2 separate regions of the Mus musculus genome follow, and region 1 is linked to region 2. The links are chromatin contacts, called in public promoter capture Hi-C maps. All regions are on one chromosome and are shown on one strand. Each heading gives the region's core, a stretch centred on a gene start, on an enhancer-like site or on the middle of the called end of the contact. The rest is flanking DNA. Distances are from core to core; before and after follow the strand shown. Region 1 overlaps Sorbs1 (sorbin and SH3 domain containing 1). Region 2 overlaps Pdlim1 (PDZ and LIM domain 1 (elfin)).

Evidence for each region. Capture Hi-C pulls out chosen DNA fragments and counts their contacts.
Region 1: a promoter capture Hi-C map of liver shows a contact between it and region 2. The contact joins two enhancer-like sites.

What each region holds. Positions count from the first base shown.
Region 1 is chr19:40,415,818-40,420,282 of GRCm38.p6, forward strand. The region is part of intron 2 of Sorbs1 (sorbin and SH3 domain containing 1); the gene reads right to left. Among named protein-coding and RNA genes, the nearest start is that of Sorbs1, 96 kb to the right of the region's middle. Within about 2 kb of position 1,569, at least 15 of the 459 cell types and tissues checked have an H3K27ac peak or open chromatin away from gene starts, as enhancers often do. A contact at or near this core is called in liver, where this site is marked.
Region 2 is chr19:40,231,498-40,235,739 of GRCm38.p6, forward strand. The region is part of intron 4 of Pdlim1 (PDZ and LIM domain 1 (elfin)); the gene reads right to left. Among named protein-coding and RNA genes, the nearest start is that of Gm41845, 38 kb to the right of the region's middle. Within about 2 kb of position 1,269, at least 33 of the 459 cell types and tissues checked have an H3K27ac peak or open chromatin away from gene starts, as enhancers often do. A contact at or near this core is called in liver, where this site is marked.

The DNA.
Region 1 (4,465 bases), core at 319-2,818, 180 kb after region 2:
TTTAGATACATATCAAACTATTCACAAATCAAGGTTGTAAATTTCATCTAACCCTTATTTCATTTCCTTCCTCATTCCCTCTGAGGTCACAGGGCTGGGGTGGAGTTTAACAGTGAAGTGCTTCTCTCTCATGCTGCAGCTCCTGGTCCCATCCCCACACCAACCAACCAACCAACCAACCAGCACCACCTCCCATTCAAGTTGGGCATGGTGGCTAAGGTCTATAATCCCAGCATTTGGGACAAGAGACAGAAAGACAGCATGTTCAAAGCCAACCTAAGCTACATAGTGAGATCCTGGCTTTAAGGGGGGTGGGAGGGAGGTTTCAATTAAGCACAGATATGTCACATGAAATCTTTTTTGTTTTTGAGTCAAAGTTAAAGTGACGGATTCTCTGATATCCACATTGTCAATTTTTTGTTTGTTTGTTTGGTTGGTTGGTTTGGTTTTTGTTTTTTTGAGACAGGGTTTCTCTGTTGTAGCCTTGGCTGTCCTGGAACTCGCGCTGTTCAAAGCTGGCCGTGAACTGAGAGATCCTCCTCTGAGTGCTGGATTGAAGGCTTGAGCCATCACTGCCCAGGCTTCTTCTTGTTTCTTTTTTTTCCTTTTCTTTTCTCTCTCTCTCTCTTCCTTTTTTCTTTTTGGTTTTTCAAGACAGGGTTTCTCTGTGTAGCCCTGGCTGTCCTGGAACTCACTTTGTAGACCAGGCTGGCCTCGAACTCAGAAATCCGCCTGCCTCTGCCTCCCGATGGCTGGGATGAAAGGCGTGCGCCACCACGCCCGGCTTTTCTTGTTGTTTCTTTAAGATAATTATAACATCTTAGCCAGGCAACAACAAAAAAATCCCAATAATATCTTTACATAAAACATGATGTGAAATTCACAAAGAATCAATAAAAAGTTAAAAAAAAAAGACACAAATTTTCCTACTTGACTTTGATTTCATCACAAAAGTTATAACAAAGGGATGCTGATGGACCTTGCTAAGACACTGGGTCTCTCTCTTCATCCATCCCCTCCACATTTGCTGTTTTATAAATTCACAAGCATCTTAATAATAAATGATTTCTCAAATACACGCTTTTCCTAACAGAAATGTATTTTTAATCGCTACTTGATGAATTACAGAATTCAGAAAAACAACAGTAACATTTTTAAACTATTCCGTGCCCTTCCACTAAATTTTTAACCTGTACTTTTAAAAAAGTCAGTTTTATTGCTCAAATTGAGGACACAGTACACAATGCCTTGAACTTTCAAATCTCCTTCATACAGTAGTAAAATCATGGGCTCAAAATAAGTCGGCTTTGCTCTCAATTTTTCTGCATGAGTTTGAACTCTCTAGATTAAAAAAAAAAAAAATCCAATTAGAAAAGCAAGGTAGCCTGCACCTTTTACTGATGTACCACAGGGTGTCTGTTGTTGGGAAACTGCTCGCACTGTGGCTGTGAGAAGTGCTGCTCTACAACACGTGTAGGGTCTGCTCCCAGATAGGTGACTGAAGAGCCCTGTGGAACCTGCAACCTCTGCTCCTGGCAGGAAGGTTTTAAGGCTACAGTCCAAGAAACACTGACCAAAGCAAGTATAAAGCACACAACCATTCAATGTCCACGCCCAAATCCAAGCCTTCACACAGTGCTGGACATGTTGAAGAATTTGTTCACTCACTGGCATAGTATTTATGTTTTATACTAATTGTGTCGGGCTTTCATTTAAGCAAGGAAACAGATTTTTCCTTCTTCTCCTGTAAAATTTTCACAGTGAATAAAGCAATGTGTGGGTGCAGTTCCACTCACAGGGCCTGCTAGTCATGACTGCCGGCCCCGTCTGCAAGCAGCCTGGCAGTGGGTTACAAATGAGAAATCTAGTAAAAGCACAGGCATTTCTTATCTCAACACATCTCAGCTGGATGTTTGGGAGAGCAAAGAATTCAAAGGGGCCCTGAATGCAAAGCCACTTCACATCATACTTCATAGTGGCCAAAACCTATAAAACGTCGACACAATGTAACAAGCAGATGTCTTGCTTTTTCATGAAAGTATTTCTAACTCCCCATGTACATCCTACCATACAGTCCTATCACAGTGTGAGGGCTAGTTTCACAATGCATCAAACCCTTTCCTCAGCTGGTTCCTTGAGACCATCACACAACACATTCATCCAGATCTCATTCACCAGCCCCCCATACCCTCACAGAGGCAGCCCACTTTCCTACTCACCCAAGTTTGTGTCCTTGTTTTTTTGTTTTTTGGTTTTCGTTTTTAAACAACACTGGGTCAGATGCTCCTGGATGTGTGGCCATCCACTGGAGCATGGTAAACCCTCTTAAAGACAACCTGCTCGCCCTTCTCCATCAGCCACCAAGTACCAACAGCTCAGCTAGGGTGAGGACTTCCTGCCTGCCTCCCTTCTTCACTGCATCAAGCTCTTAAAGCTCCCAAAGTCTCCAGTTGTTTGTATTAAACACAGTGCCACTCAATAATAGAATTTCTTTTGGCAAAGACATTAAAACAAAACAAAACTTAAAGAGATTGTTCAAATATTTTACTTTTTGTGATAAAGAAACCCTTTTTCATTTCAAATAAGCTTCATTTTTTAAGTACTGTTCAAACTACAGAAGGAATGGATGGATATAAGCACACACTAAATAAATTAAATAAAAAGACCCAGTGTCACTTCCCTGACACACCTCATATGCTTTGGCTATAATTCGTTACATTATCTGGTCATGAAAATTATGTATGTCTGGCATTTCCTCTTAAGTATTTCTCTCTTGCGATGAAGGTTTTGAAATAAAGTTCTAATGATGCATGTTTTTTTTTTTAATTCCATCCATTCTTTCCTCTTTAGGTTTTCCCAACTTCAGAAATTTGTGGGGTTTTTTTTTTTTTTGGTTTTGGTTTTGTTTTCACAGACACGGCCTCACTTTGTAGTTCTGGTTGGTCCAGAAAAACCAAGACCAACTTCCCAGAAGTAGCATTTCACTCCCTGATGAACACGCCTCTGACAGAGACTTCTGCAAACTCTTCACAACTCTCTGCAGCACAAAATGCTTTTTTGTTTGTTTGTTTGTTTGTTTGTTTGTTTTTCGAGACAGGGTTTTTCTGTGTAGCCCTGGCTGTCCTGGAACTCACTTTGTAGACCAGGCTGGCCTCAAACTCAGAAATCCACTTGCCTCTGCCTCCCAGGTGCTGGGATTAAAGGCGTGCGCCACCACGCCCTGCAAAATGGTTTTTTTTATGTGTGGGATTGAAACAGCCTCAAGTTGTGCTTCTTGCTTCTTCTCAACTACCCAAACCTGCTGTATCTGACTTTGCTAGTGAGGCAAGTCCTGTCACCATTGAGAGCTAGGCACACTTCAAAGACCATCTTATTAATTCTGATAACTCTTTGGTGTGGGAATTGTCACCAAACCCACAAGAAATGGAACTGTAAACTCCTCTCTGTCTGACCTTGAATTCCATGGTCGAGACTCACACATTTTGGGTCCTTCTGTTTGTATTCCAAGTCCTCTCTGTGGCATTTGAATGGTGACTTGGAGAATGTTCTAAACAAACTATTCAATACATTTATACAGTTCCGGGGAGTCTCTGAGTGGCACCACAGCCTGTGCTCCGGGATCACACACACACACACACACACACACACACACACACACACACACACTGCCCTTGACAGACCTACTATCTGAGGCTCAGAGGTTGCTTAATGGCAAGTCGCTGCTATTTATTTTTAAAGCCATGTGATGCCCTCGGAGGATGACAGTCAACAAAAGCTTCTGAAGTAGCCTGTGAGCAGCTCTGAGTGAGCCCTGTCCACTAGAAGACGAGTGAAGACTTCTTTACATCCGTCGCCCTGAAGCCCCTCAACAGCACAAATTCTAAAACTGGAAAGGTGAAAATCCCCAAATAAGGACATCAGTTGAAAATAAAAATTTTAAAAACAAACAAACAAATAATACAATAAAATGAAAAAATGGGAATAAAGTGTGGTGGCACACATCTTACTCCCAGCCCTTGGGAAGCAGAGACACGTGGATCTCTGAGTTCAAGGCCAGCGAGAAACCCTGTTTTGGAGGAGAAAAGAAAGAACGAAGGAAGGAAAGAGAAGGAGAAAGAAGGGGGAGGGAGAAAGTAAAGAAATGGACATTTTTAAAACTCTGCTCAGTTGTACCTGAGGAGTTAGCTCCATGCCAGCCACCCTAAGTCTAGCTGGCTCTTACTCCTTTGACTTGGCTCTTGTCAACTCTAGGGGCAAAGATGTGCCCAGTTCCTATAAACACAGGGGTCTTTTTAGCTCTGGTATAGATGTTGGAATGGGGCTGGGGGAGGGGTGGTGACCAGTGTATGTAGAATGCCTGAGGTCCATACAAGTCAGTGAAACCTATTCAAGACCAGCTCCTCTTTGAGCATTCGCCTGAGCTGGACAAGTGCACCGCAGAGCTTTCGGGAAGGCATACCATTTC
Region 2 (4,242 bases), core at 19-2,518:
TACACCAGCAAGACCCACCAGCTGTGTAAGCCTGCCTCTCTGCTGCCTTGCGACAGAGGTCAGAGGCGGATTTCCAAGGAATTAGGAATTTCACACTGTGGCTCAACGCAACCTCCTCATCTGACCTAGAACCAAATATTTAGCTTTTATAAACAAAACGCAAGTGTATTCAAGTTCAACACCTTTGGAATAAATGTTCATTTCATAAAGGCCTTTGAAGATTAAGGCCTTTTCTCAGAACAGCTCTCCAGCTATGACTGGACCAGCCAGCCTCATTCTAGGCAAAGTTCTTACTGATCCTTCTACCTGTGCTGTGACCCCCATGTATTTCCAGAGAACCCTGCTACACACAGGGTGTATTCCTTGGAGAGGATTTACTGACCCTGACTTACAACAGTACCACACATACCTGTCCTCTACCCTCTAACTCACCCTCCTCCCGCATACTCTACCTGGATTTTTTTTTTTAATTTTTGGCTCCCCCTAGAGGTAAACAAACATATTGCCTTGCTCTCTGTAAGTGCCCAGGTCTGTCTCAGGACGTAGCCCAGACTCAGATCCAGCACCAGGTAAGTTAGTAAGCATCAATGCCACTCCCTCCTTGCTATGATCGCCATGATCCTGTGAGCTCACCCTGAAGCAATGCAGGGCTGTGGAGGACCCACCTTCTCAACCCACACATGCTCTTTCTTCTCATTTGCATAACTTGTTTAGAAGCTACCTGAAAGACATACTGTGCCCAGAAGGAGCAAGCACAAAGATCAGATGAACTACCAGTGGCGGTTACTATCATTGCGTGTAGATAGATATGTACAAACACAAACGCACAAGCTGAAGTTGCTGAGCTATGAACTCTCACCCTCCACACCACTGAGAGCAAAGGAATTACAGCCATTGAATCTATTCACTCATTTCCTACCCACCATTGTGCAATTGGTTCATGGTCCATTTTGAAGAGAAAAAGTATGTTTTCTATGGTAATTTCCTCTAAGTTACTACCCCTTTCCTGTTCATCTCTCCCTCGCTGTCCTTTTTCCTCTCCTCTGAGACAAGCGGTAGGGAAGACAGGACAGCCTGCTGGAAAATTTATATACTCGGGCTCCAAGCGAAAGACTCAAACACAGGAATAAAGCCCCAGGTAGGTTTCCCTTGGACTCCAAACATATTCTGATAACAAAGAAAACAAGGTCCACAAAGGGTGACATAGGCTCTGCTACTACTGGATAAGGCTGGTGCTGGCTGCACCTGCCACCTTTGATTTGCAATGGCTGGATAGAAGCAGCCACCCTTGTGTAACCTGCCCATGGCAGCTGGTCTCTATCTACCCTTATCTGTCTCCCTTCCCTTGCAGCAAAACATGGGGCAGGTTGAATGGCCACCTGGTGGAGTCAAACCAGAGTCTTCTACCATCTCAATTCCATCCTTTTTGATACTTGAGTTTTGGGCTTGGAACCTCACCATAATAAGCACATTACATTATTCTTTCTTAATCTTTTTCCTATTGCTCTTAGGACTATTTTAAAATCCAGATCAGGCCATGGAATGTTTGGAGGATGAATTTTTTTCTCTTATTTGTTATATGTTATGTCTGGAAGCCACCAAGGGAACACTAAAAATAACAGAACTAAACCACAAGGACATCATACATTCTTCCAGCAAACAGGCTTGGGAATAATGAAAGAAAGAAAAGAAAGGGAGGGGGGAGAAGGAAAAGAGAGTGAGAGGGGAGAGACAGAGGGGAGGAAGAAAGGGGAGGGAAGGAAGGGAGGGAGGGAGGGAGGGAGGGAGGGAGGGAAGGAGGGAGGGAGGGAGGGAAGAAGAACAATTTACCATTTATTTTCAAATAATATGACAGCATTTTTTATATGCTGTGACTTTTATGAAGTATTCTCAATATGCATTACCCTAACCAAAACACAGTCAACCTAATTCAAAAAACAACACAAGACTCTAAAATCCTAAGACTTAGACATTAGGCTGTAAGATATTAACGCAATATCTGAAAAAGTAATTGGGATAAAAGCATGCATAAGAAATGGAGCAAAAAGATTCCTATTTGTGTATATAAAAAGGCCTGCACTCTCAGGACTCTGGAGGCTCAAGAGTTCATGGTTAGCCTGGGCTACATAATAAAGGTGCATACTTCAGAGAGATCAACTTACTCTACCTATTCTCTTCCCTGGAACAAAGTGAAGCAAGTATTTCCTGACTTACTTAGTGAAGTAAATATTATACTAATATAAAATAAGGTGACAGTGTTTAAAAAGAAAGCAATAGGTGATATCCCTCATAAAGATGTAAATTTCATAGCAAATAAAATTCAGCAATATATAAAACGAATTACATGTCACAGACAAGTCTTCAAGATGCTATAGACATTATCGGCAGATTTGCAAAAATTCTTTTGAATACACAGTGAATTCCAGGACAGCCTGGTCTATGTAGCAAGACTTTACTTCAATATAACTAAAACTAAAAATAACTAAACAGTCAGAAAAATAGAACTGGAGAGAACGTCCCTAGCTCGCTACAGTGCATCTACAGAACCCATGGCATTGTCTAATAGGGAGAAGTGACATGCCACGGTCTCATCCTCTGGCCTCTACTGCTCCCCACAGTGCTGTAAACTATAGCCACTGCACTATGGGGGGAAAGGGAAACAAATAACAAATAAGGGGCAGGAGAGATGTCTCAGTGGTTAAGAGCACGGACTGCTCTTCCGAAGGTCCTAAGTTCAAATCCCAGCAACCACATGGTGGCTCACAACCATCCATAATGAGATCTGATGCCCTCTTCTGGTGTATCTGAAGACAGTTACAGTGTAATAAATAAATATAATAAATAAATAAATCTTTGGGCTGGAGCAAGCAGGGCCAAGCAAACAGGAAAAAATGAAAAAAAAAAAAAAAGGTCAAAGAAGACCACGTGAGAATCACTTACACAACATGATTGACACATCGAAAATTACACAGAATCTATTTTTTAAAATCTAGAAGTAATAGATAAACTCAGGCAAAAACACAACAAAATAAACATAAAGGAAAAAATTTTAATAAAATGTAGGGGACTGGAAAGATGGCTTAAAGGTTAAGAGCACTGACTGCTCTTCAAGAAGTCCCAAGTTCAATTCCTAGGTGGCTGACAACCATCTAAAACAGAATCCAATGCCCTCTTCTGATGTGTCTGAAGACAGCTACTCATATACATAAAATAAATAAATAAAATAAAATGTGGGGGCTGGATCTGCTCTTCCAAAAGGCTCATGTTTAGATGCCAGCACCCACATGGTGGCTGACAGTCTTCTGTATTCCCAGTTTGAAAGAATCGAGCGCCCCCCCCCCTACTTTCTGGCCTCCACAGATACCAGGCACACATGTAATGCACAAAACATACAGGCAGACAAAACATTTATATACATAAAGTAAAATTTCAAAAATCTTTTTAAAAATTAAACGTATTTCTTTATGAGCACGCAGACTCTGAAGGCACAATGCTATTTATAGGTGTTCTCAAAGTAGATTAACTTCCTATTTGGATGTAAATCTAACAGTTATGGAACCTGTGTGCTAAGAATGGTGACGCTGGGACTGGCGAGATGTGTCAGTGGGTAAGAGCACTGACTGCTCTTCCGAAGGTCCTGAGTTCAAATTCCAGCAACCACATGGTGGCTCACAACCACCCGTAATGAGATCTGACGCCCTCTTCTGGTGCATCTGAAGACAGCTACAGTGTACTTATGTATAATAATAAATAAATCGTTGGGACAGAGTGAACAGGGTCCTAAAAAGTCGATTCCCAACAACCACATGAAGGACCCATATACATAAAATAAATTAAATATGTCTTAGAAAAAAAAAAAAAAAGAATGGCAAAGCTGGGCTTTAGTGCAAAGCGACAGAGCCACCCAGCCGTTCTCAGCAGTCAGAGATAGGAGTTCAGAAGTTCAAGCCTTGCCTCCTCTCCTAGTGAGTCAAGCGCAGCCAGTCTAGTGAGACCGTGACTCAAAATCAAAAGTAAGATAAGACAACTGCGGATGTAGTTGAGTGGTGGAGCAATTACTTGACATGCAAGAGGCCCATGTTCCATCCTCAACTGTAGAAGAAGCTGAGTACAATCTCCTCTCTTCCTAGCATTTGGAAGTCTGAGGCAGGAAAATTGCCACCGGTTCAAAGCCCAGCCTGTCTCACACGGTGAGCTCCAATGCCAGGCTGGACTGTAGTATGACACTCTGTCCCCACCCCG